3 separate regions of the Sus scrofa genome follow, and all the other regions are linked to region 1. A link is a contact called in public Hi-C data. All regions are on one chromosome and are shown on one strand. Each heading gives the region's core, a stretch centred on a gene start, on an enhancer-like site or on the middle of the called end of the contact. The rest is flanking DNA. Distances are from core to core; before and after follow the strand shown.

Region 1 (2,880 bases), core at 195-2,694:
TTTAATCCAAAGCTTTAGGAGTCCTGAAGAAATTTTAATGGCTAGGATTTGCTCATGATACTGCTGGTTTCAAATTGTGTTGAGTACAGACTCATTAGATCCTGATCTGCATCCTCTTTTCTATATGAAAATGGTAAACTTTAACCTGTCAGACCCTCACTTTGTTTCCAAATTTAATGAGAAACAAGTCTATCACTGACTGGCCACTTCAATGACCACATCTAAGACACTAAATTGTGTCTCATCAAGTAATACAGACAAGACATAAAGTATGATCAGAGGAAATAGTATGAAAAAAATCAAAATTGCATGCACTGATGTTATTACAATATAAGAAAGCATGATTCATACTGTACAAATGTGAGCACCACAAGCACAAGAAATTTTATCTTTTGGTACTCCATGTATTTCAGGTGCCTAGAACAATTTCTGGAATGTATAGGTGCTCAATAGATACGTCAAATGAGTGAGTGATCAAGGCAATATAAATGAAAAACGGGCTTCATTTCTAGTAGATTCTGATATTCCTTGATCCATGATTACTCTATCTCTTTCTTATGAGTACATCTGCTGTGACTTTTTAAAAAATTACATGAACTAGTGTATCCTCAGATCCTAAGGAAAATAAATACAGAACAGGTAAATTTAAACAGACAAAGAAAATATGATACCTCTGATCTTACAGTATGAGATACTAGAAATTGAAAGGAAAAATTCAGAATAGAGTGCTTGCATTGAGGCCCTAAGGGTAAGGGTGACTTCAGGAAAGAAAAGGCCAGCATCCAAGACAAATGTTAGCTACTTCGTAATTTTGCCTAGGGTCACCTGGATTCTCATACCACAAACAAAGTGTGTTTAAGCAAGCAGAGAAGAAAAACAGACTGAGAAGTTCTTCTACCAATTCCTAGTGGTAAAGTAACTGGACAAAAAAGATGAAAAATGTGTTGATTGGAGATGATTTGTTTTTATCTTAGATCAAAGTAATTTTTACTTACTTTAAAAATCTACAAATTAAGGGCACTGAAACTGTGAAGAATCAAGTGTATGACTTATTTTCATTGGCTTTTCCAGAACAGACTTCTTTAAAAGATTTATTTATAACAAGCATACATCAGAGCACATTTCCTAAAACTGGAGGTAAACATGAGGAGTAATCACAATCCAACTTCTTTTAGTTAAAATGATAGTAAATATAAGTAATTACTAGACTATGGAACCAAAATATTAAGTCAATTTGATTAGTAAACTTGGGGGCCAATATCATTAGCTCTTTCTCTTTTAACCTGAGATAGAATTCATGACATCTAGCATGTCTGCAGACGTATGTTGCAACACTTTATAACCAGAATAATTACACAGCTCTTCCAGGCACATGTACAAACAAGTAGTATTTTCCAGACCATGATGTTCCAGTACAGCCAAGTATTACAAACAACAAAAATGAGCAATACGTCATTGACGGGTATGACTCGCAGGACATTAGTCAATGCACTTTCCAAGAAGGAGTCTGATCAAAACATATCATGGGAGACAGGAGAATTTTTCTTGGTAAACTTTCCAACTTCATATTTCTATACTTGAGAGAAACATATGGTTCTGTAACTTAACAGACTTAGCAGTGGTGGGAGGCCTGTGAAAACTGCTTGCAGCCACAACTTGGAGTATATCTTCAGCGTTTCTCCCAGAACTCTCTGAAGGACTTCCTTTCTTCCTAATGCTAAATACAGAGAGCATCCCTATTTTATTCACTTGTGTCATTTATAATCAGCATGAATATTATCTGAAAGAAATTTCTATTTTTACCAAGAGAAATAAACTACCACAGTTCAGTTGTTTAGTTGTGCAACTGAAAAAGAAAGGAAGGAAGGAAGGAAAGGAAAAAAAAATACTCTTTCTTTTTATTTATTTTTTTTCTTTTAGGGCTGCACCTGTGGAATATGGAAGTTCAAGGCTAGGGTCAAATTGGAGCTGCATCTGCCAGCCCACAGCACAGCCACAGCAACACCAAAACTGAGCCACATCTGTTACCTATGCCACAGCTCGTGGCAATGCCAGATCCTTAACCCACTGAGCGAGGCCAGGGATCAGACCTGAATTCTCATGAATACTAGTCAGGTTCTTAACCCTCTGAGCCACAACAGGAACTCCTCCTGCTTTCTTTTTGTTATTACTTTTTAGTATACCAACCCTGCAAAAGATTTTCAAAAATTATAAACAGGTGCATACAAGTTTTACTTGCTTTGGCTACTCTCACATTTTTAAATCTCACTTCTTTCTTTGCTTAACCAACTATATTGCCATCTGCTCTTGACATTGCCAGACTTTGGTATCACATACATCTGTCTGTAAGTATGCCTGTAATTCTGCCACTCAGACCCTAAATAAATATCATCATACAAGACCACAACCACACACAGACAAATAAAGACAAAGACAAACAAACTAACAAAAGAAAAACAAAGAGCATGGGGCAGAGGTGGGAGAGAGGAGGGATGTGATAGGAAAGATGGGTCAATCTGGGTATGATATAAGAACCCAGCAGTTGGCACTGGGACACTGTATCCCATATATTAGGGTTGATGCAAGAACAAATCACAGAATATGGAGGCCTATATCCTTGTCTCTATCATTTCATGCACCTCCCTACTCCCAGGGGAAAAAAATGGGACAAGTATTTTTTACAGTTTTTCTCTACTGACAGCAGTAAATTTTCTATTATGTTAATGAAGGTTAAGTACTGGGACACTTCACTCGTACAGGTCTAGGAGGGCTCCAGCAATGTGCTCACATGGTCAAATACTTTTGCAAACTTTGCAAAAGTAATGTATTCTATCTGCAATCAAAACCAAAGTAAAAGTACCTCCACTAGAGCATCTCATA
Region 2 (2,967 bases), core at 405-2,904, 150 kb before region 1:
TAGTAATATAAAGAGTCGCAGACCACTAAAAATAATGAAAAAGTTTGAAATATTGTGGGAATTACCAAATGCAACACAGACATATGAAATGAGAAAATGCTGTTGGGAAAATTGGTGGGAATAGACTTCCTCAGTGCAGGGTTGCCACAAACCTTCCATTTGCAAAAATGCATTATCTGCGAAGTTCAGTAAAGCATAGCACAAAAAGAGGAGTTGTGCCTATATACATACAACTAACCATGTTTTCTTTTCTGCCCATTACCTTATCAAACGAATACTAAAATAAGCCGATTTCATTTTATTTATATTTTCAAAACATAAACTTTCTAGCTCTTTCTGTGACTACTGTACTACATAACATAATTGATGTTCATGTGACTACCAGCCATACAGGATCCTAAAGTGCTTTCTGAACCTACCACTAGAGGTTGTTACTTCTGTTATAATTTTAGTATCATATGCATGTTATATTTGAATCTTCAGTTTTCTAATTTTTAAAATGAGAACAGCCATTCTTTGGTATCTGAGTCCTTTACAACTCAAAAATTTCATATTTAGTATAATTTGAAAATTATTTATTTTTATATACAGATAGATTAAAAGCCTCACCTAAATAAGGAGAAATTATCTAAATATCTGATTGCTCAGAAATGCTGAGGAGACATCTCCAAATATCAACAATAAAGCAAAGTCACATTGACATATTCAAGCAATATTAACCTCTTTCTTGGGGTTTTATATTTGATAAACCCAATGTACAAAGAAGTTATTACAAACTGTAAGGTGCTCTCTACTCTTAAATGTTATTTCCTGTAGTGTTTCAGGCTCAGATTTTGTTTACACTATTAAACCATTTGGGGAAGTGAAGCAAAAAATTTTGTGGGGTTTTGTTTTTGTTTGTTTTTTACAAATCAGTATAACTCTTTGTGTTCTCTTAATGTTTCAGAGGCTTTTTATCTTAAGGCAATTTGTCAAACAGGTCACAATTTGAAGTTAAAAAAATTTATCTTTGGAATATACTTGTTTTCTCTTGAACTAGATTGCTCTCAAACTTGGTGTGACTTCTGATGATGTCAAGAATGTCATCATCTGGGGAAACCATTCCTCAACTCAGTATCCAGATGTCAACCATGCCAAGGTGAAACTGCAGGCAAAGGAAGTTGGTGTTTATGAAGCTGTGAAGGATGACAGCTGGCTCAAGGGAGAGTTCATCACGGTGAGAAAAATCCAGGAGCGCTCTTCACAGCCAAACATCAAGAACTCTTAAGAGACACACACCACCTTACTGACCTGGGTGTCTCTCTAAGGGTGGTGGGAGGAAACTCAAGGACAGCATCCTTTGATGAGTGCATATTTCTTTTGGGGATCATACTAAGCCAGTCATAATTCAGTCTGATCTGTTGTGTAGCCATCAAGATTGATTGTTAAAGTGAGAAAAAACTAAATCACCTCCAGTCATTCAGCTGTCTTACAGAGATCCATTTCTTTGTATGAAGTGTGGTAAACTTTCTTTGAGGATTTGCAGTTTTCCTTTTCAGGAGGACTGGCGTTTACAACTGAAATAGATTAAAAAGGCTGACATAGGGTAGTTGCCTGACCTCGGAGGGGACACATTAAGCTGTGGTTTGCAGTCTTTCACCCCAGGAGTAATACTTCTCTCTCTGCCTGCCCCACCCAGACTGTGCAGCAGCGCGGTGCTGCTGTCATCAAGGCTCGAAAACTGTCCAGTGCAATGTCTGCGGCAAAAGCCATTTGTGACCATGTCAGAGACATCTGGTTTGGAACCCCAGAGGTGAGGACGCAGTGATTTGCACAGGCCACTCTATTTTTGTTTTCTGATTCCATAATGTAAAAAACAGAAACAAACATAGCCTTGCAGTCAGGCAGGTTAGGTTCATATCCCAGCTCAGTTGCTGGCTGGCCGAGTAACCTTGGAAAAGTTGCTTAACCTTTCTGAGCTGTTTCATCATCTTTTACATGGCATTTACTTCACAGGGTTTTGAGGGTAATGAGATGTTTTGTGGAAATCACCCAGTACACACAGTTGAGGGGACATTTTTCTTAAAGCCTCTATTGGGCCATAGCTCCTCTGTTTATAAGATGAGGGTTATATTTCTCTGGCCTGCTTCACACATAGATCAGAAGAGTAGAATGAGATAATAACCATGAAAGTTGCCCTGTGTGTAAGTGCCTGGTGATGGTTCCTTATTACAGCAATGAAGTTATTATGCACATATTAAGAACCTGTCATCTGGTTTACTTTTGTTAGTTCATCTGTCAGTTGGTTATGTAAACTAATCCCTTAGCCATGAGAATGTAAAACATTGCTTGTAATTATTTTTAGGGAGAGTTTGTGTCCATGGGCATTATCTCTGATGGCAACTCCTATGGTGTTCCTGATGATCTGCTCTACTCATTCCCTGTTACAATCAAGGTGAGGTATTTGAGGTTATTTTCCTCCGTCCCTGTGGGGAAAGTAATTGTGTATTTTTATGAATAATGGTATGATTTAGTCTAGAAGGTTGTTCCTTTATTAGATATTTTCCTCAGTTTTAAAATCATGTGAATCATAACTTCAGGTCACTAAAATATTGAAATTAATCTGGAAAGCAACTTTCAACTCTTCTGACTAGATATATGTTGTTATTATGACTCTAATACTGGACACCAACAAGTATTCGCTTACTTTGAAATGAAGCAGTGGTTCTCATGGTTGCTCTGTATTGTATCTTTACTGAAGTCAGTAGTTTTTTATGTTTGCTAAGTAAAGCCTCATTTAAAGATTTTTTTCTAGATTCAATGAATTTCAAATTCAAATGTTGAGTTTTTATTGGAAATATCTGTTAAGATCTGGATTTTGATTTGCATCTTTAGAATCAGATTTTAAAACATACTTCTGGATTAAGTTCAAACTAAGTTGTTGCTTGCTGGAATATCAATTCTAGTTTAATTATAAATCTCTCATCT
Region 3 (2,931 bases), core at 303-2,802, 170 kb before region 1:
TCATGAATTAGATCACTCTGGGATTAAGTGTAGACAGAAGAATAAAGGCACTTCAACTTTAAGAGTCAGAGGCAAAAAAAAAAAACTTGCAAAGAACACTGAGAAGGGGCAACCAGTGACATAGAGGAAAGTGTGTTGTCTGAGAGGCAAGCAAACAGTTATTCAAGGAGTAGAGTCACTCAGCTATGATAAATGCTATAGACAGATCAAGTTGGAAAGTAAGGTTATGCTTCTTTTACATAATGGTAAATCTTCCAAAATGGAAGAGAGAAAAACTGAAAGATATCAGCTGGCATTCAATTACCAATGAGAAAAATCAGAAGTTACACCAATGTTATTTACTAGAGATATTGTATTACACATGTGTTATTCCAGACCATCAGATGTTCCTTTGCAGAGCCACATGAAGTAAGGTTTCAAAGAACACAACAATTTTCTTGAGCAGTATTAATTTTAAATGAAAACCTCGTTATTTTACCAGCTGAGACTCTGCCTGAAACAACCAGTGTCTCTCATTCAGCTGCCACACTTTCCTTAGAAATGCTGGTTTGGTATAATTTAAAGAGCATCCAGTTTCCAAAAAAGAACGGACAAAAGGGTCAGCATTCAGAGGACACAGAGAAAAAGTTATACTGTAAATTCCAGGAATGAAGGGGCTTCACTTCCCACGAAGCTGGAACTCAGTATTCTTCACTTAAAAAGAGCTGCATCATCCCACTCTTGGGCATATATCTGGACAAAACTTTCCTTAAAAAAGACACATGCACCCACATGTTCATCACAGCTCTATTCACAATAGCCAAGACATGGAAACAACACAAATGTCCATCAACAAACGATTGGATTAGGAAGATGTGGTATATATACACAATGGAATACTAGTCAGCCATAAAAAAGAACAAAATAATGCCATCTGCAGCAACATGGATGGAACTAGAGACTCTCATCCTGAGTGAAGTAAGTCAGAAAGAGAAAGACAAATACCACATATCACTTATATCTGGAATCTAATAAACGGCACAAATGAACCCTTGCACAGAAAAGAAAATCATTGACATGGAGAACAGGCTTGTGGTTGCCGAGGGGGAGGGAGTCGGGTGGTTGGGAAGCTTGGGGTTAATGGATGCAAACTTATTGCCTTTGGAATGGATTAGCAATGAGATCCTGCTGTGTAGTAGCACTGGGAACATTGTCTAGTCACTTATGAAGGAGCATGATAATGTGCGAAAATAGAATGTGTATATGTTATGTGTAACTGGGTCACCATGCTGCACAGTAGGAAAAAAAATTGTATTGTGGAAATAACTATTAAAAAATTATACAAAATTAAAAAAGAGCTGCATCTTACAGCTGCAAATGGCGCGAATTTCATGGCACTACGCTGTTACACTAACACTCTAGGCCGAGAGAGGAACCGGCGAGCTCGCGCACACCAGCTCAGAAGATCAGGACCCAGGTTGAAAAAGGCAACGCACAACCGTACTCAGGACTCAAAAGTGAACGAACAGACCACTAGCTTCCAGGCCGGGAATCACCTGCCTACGGAGTGTGGAGGACGCGTGGCTTTTGGCCGCCTCTTGGGGGCGTTCCCGCAAACTTCACACGTCACCGGACACTACAAGGCGAGGGTCTCCCGGCTAAAGAGAAGGGGCCCTGGAGGATGCGGTGCGCTCGTTCCGTCCTCTCAGTCTTGGAGCTGAGGCTGCACGGTTTTCCCAACTACTCGGTAGCTGCGGGTAAGAGCGCGCGCTCTCCCACCTCGTCGCTTAGCAACCGAGAAGCCAGCCTGATTTCCCCACGCGTCAATTTCTCCCGCCCCTACATAATGTCAAATTTTAAAAAGATTTTGCTTCCGGGTCGAGCTGGCTTTACGCAGCGGAAGGTCTCCTTACCTCCCACGTTTACCCTTTGGGGAGGATAAAGTCTCGGTAGCGCACCAGTAGTTGGGGGACTCTGTCTCTCCTCCCTCGGTTAACATGCGCTTCTCCTCCCGCCAATTGCCGGGCGCCATCCGGCAGGTCCTTTCCCCCAAGCCTAAATCATCCGCTCATCGCCTCCTCCAATCACAGAGGCTCGCCCTCGGGGACTACTTTGCAATCTGCGAAGAGCGCAGGCAAAAGGGAGTGAGAAGACCCTCTAGCCGCGGGAAGTGTAGTTCAACACTTGAAGGAACAACGTTGGATATTGCGCCCGGATCCGGGCATCGTAAACTACAGTTCCCAGAGGGCTCCGCGGTGGGGAGCTGCGCCTTTACTTTCCAACACTACTCGCCCTTTCTGAGCCGGTTCCGCGATAGAGGTGACCCGACTGCCTGAAGCTCACGTTGCAGGTGCTGGAAGTGCGCGCGCAGTTACCAATCATGGTGAGTGTGGGCCCCTGTGTCCTGCCCACCTCCGGCCTTCGCGCCCGTTTGTCGTGTTTCTCTTGCTTGAACAATTACTGGGGGAAAGCTGTGTAAGGCATTGTCCCTCGCACCCTGTGGAAAGCTCCAACTTCTCTTCTGGGGATTGTCGCAGTGACCCAGTAATTGGAAAGGGGTTGATTTCCAGCTGGGGCTCTTAGAAAGACACTAGAGAATCGCTGTCCTAGGAGAGGCGCGATCTCAGTCCTGCTGCATTTTGGGGTACAAAATACGAAGCTGCGGATTTTCTCCAAACCACGAAATGGGGTTTGATAAGGATGATAAGGGTTGAAATGGGAGGGGGTGTTGTTACCTAACCTCTTTTTCTCCTCTTAAGCCCACAGCGTTTTTAAGGGCTTTTGTAGAAGCCCTCACTGCAGAGGTAGAGCTCACCAGGTGCTTCGGCTTACAGTCTACGTTTTCGGGAGAAGTGTTTCCGCCATATCTAATTTCACGAAATGTTATTTAAAACCTGCTCCTTGATCTCCTTTTATAATGCCAGGACGCGTTGCAGTGAAGGCATCCCTAGC

Evidence for each region. A called contact is a pair of places that touch in the nucleus more often than the background predicts.
Region 2: a Hi-C map of liver shows a contact between it and region 1, with 1.7 times the contacts expected there. The contact joins two enhancer-like sites. A contact is called at or near these places in 2 of 47 Hi-C or Micro-C datasets (liver and skeletal muscle).
Region 3: a contact with region 1 is called in a Hi-C map of liver, with 4 times the contacts expected there. The contact joins two enhancer-like sites. A contact is called at or near these places in 2 of 47 Hi-C or Micro-C datasets (liver and skeletal muscle).

Annotation. Positions count from the first base shown.
Region 1 is chr3:78,096,160-78,099,039 of Sscrofa11.1, reverse strand. No RefSeq gene overlaps it. Among named protein-coding and RNA genes, the nearest start is that of UGP2, 67 kb to the right of the region's middle. Within about 2 kb of position 1,444, at least 10 of the 83 cell types and tissues checked have an H3K27ac peak or open chromatin away from gene starts, as enhancers often do. A contact at or near this core is called in liver, where this site is marked.
Region 2 is chr3:78,247,373-78,250,339 of Sscrofa11.1, reverse strand. MDH1 (malate dehydrogenase 1, NAD (soluble)) reads left to right here. Exons shown (of 8, transcript NM_213874.1): 5 at 1,040-1,216; 6 at 1,679-1,792; 7 at 2,345-2,434. Among named protein-coding and RNA genes, the nearest start is that of MDH1, 14 kb to the left of the region's middle. Within about 2 kb of position 1,654, at least 4 of the 83 cell types and tissues checked have an H3K27ac peak or open chromatin away from gene starts, as enhancers often do. A contact at or near this core is called in liver, where this site is marked.
Region 3 is chr3:78,267,597-78,270,527 of Sscrofa11.1, reverse strand. No RefSeq gene overlaps it. Among named protein-coding and RNA genes, the nearest start is that of MDH1, 6.0 kb to the right of the region's middle. Within about 2 kb of position 1,552, at least 75 of the 83 cell types and tissues checked have an H3K27ac peak or open chromatin away from gene starts, as enhancers often do. A contact at or near this core is called in liver, where this site is marked.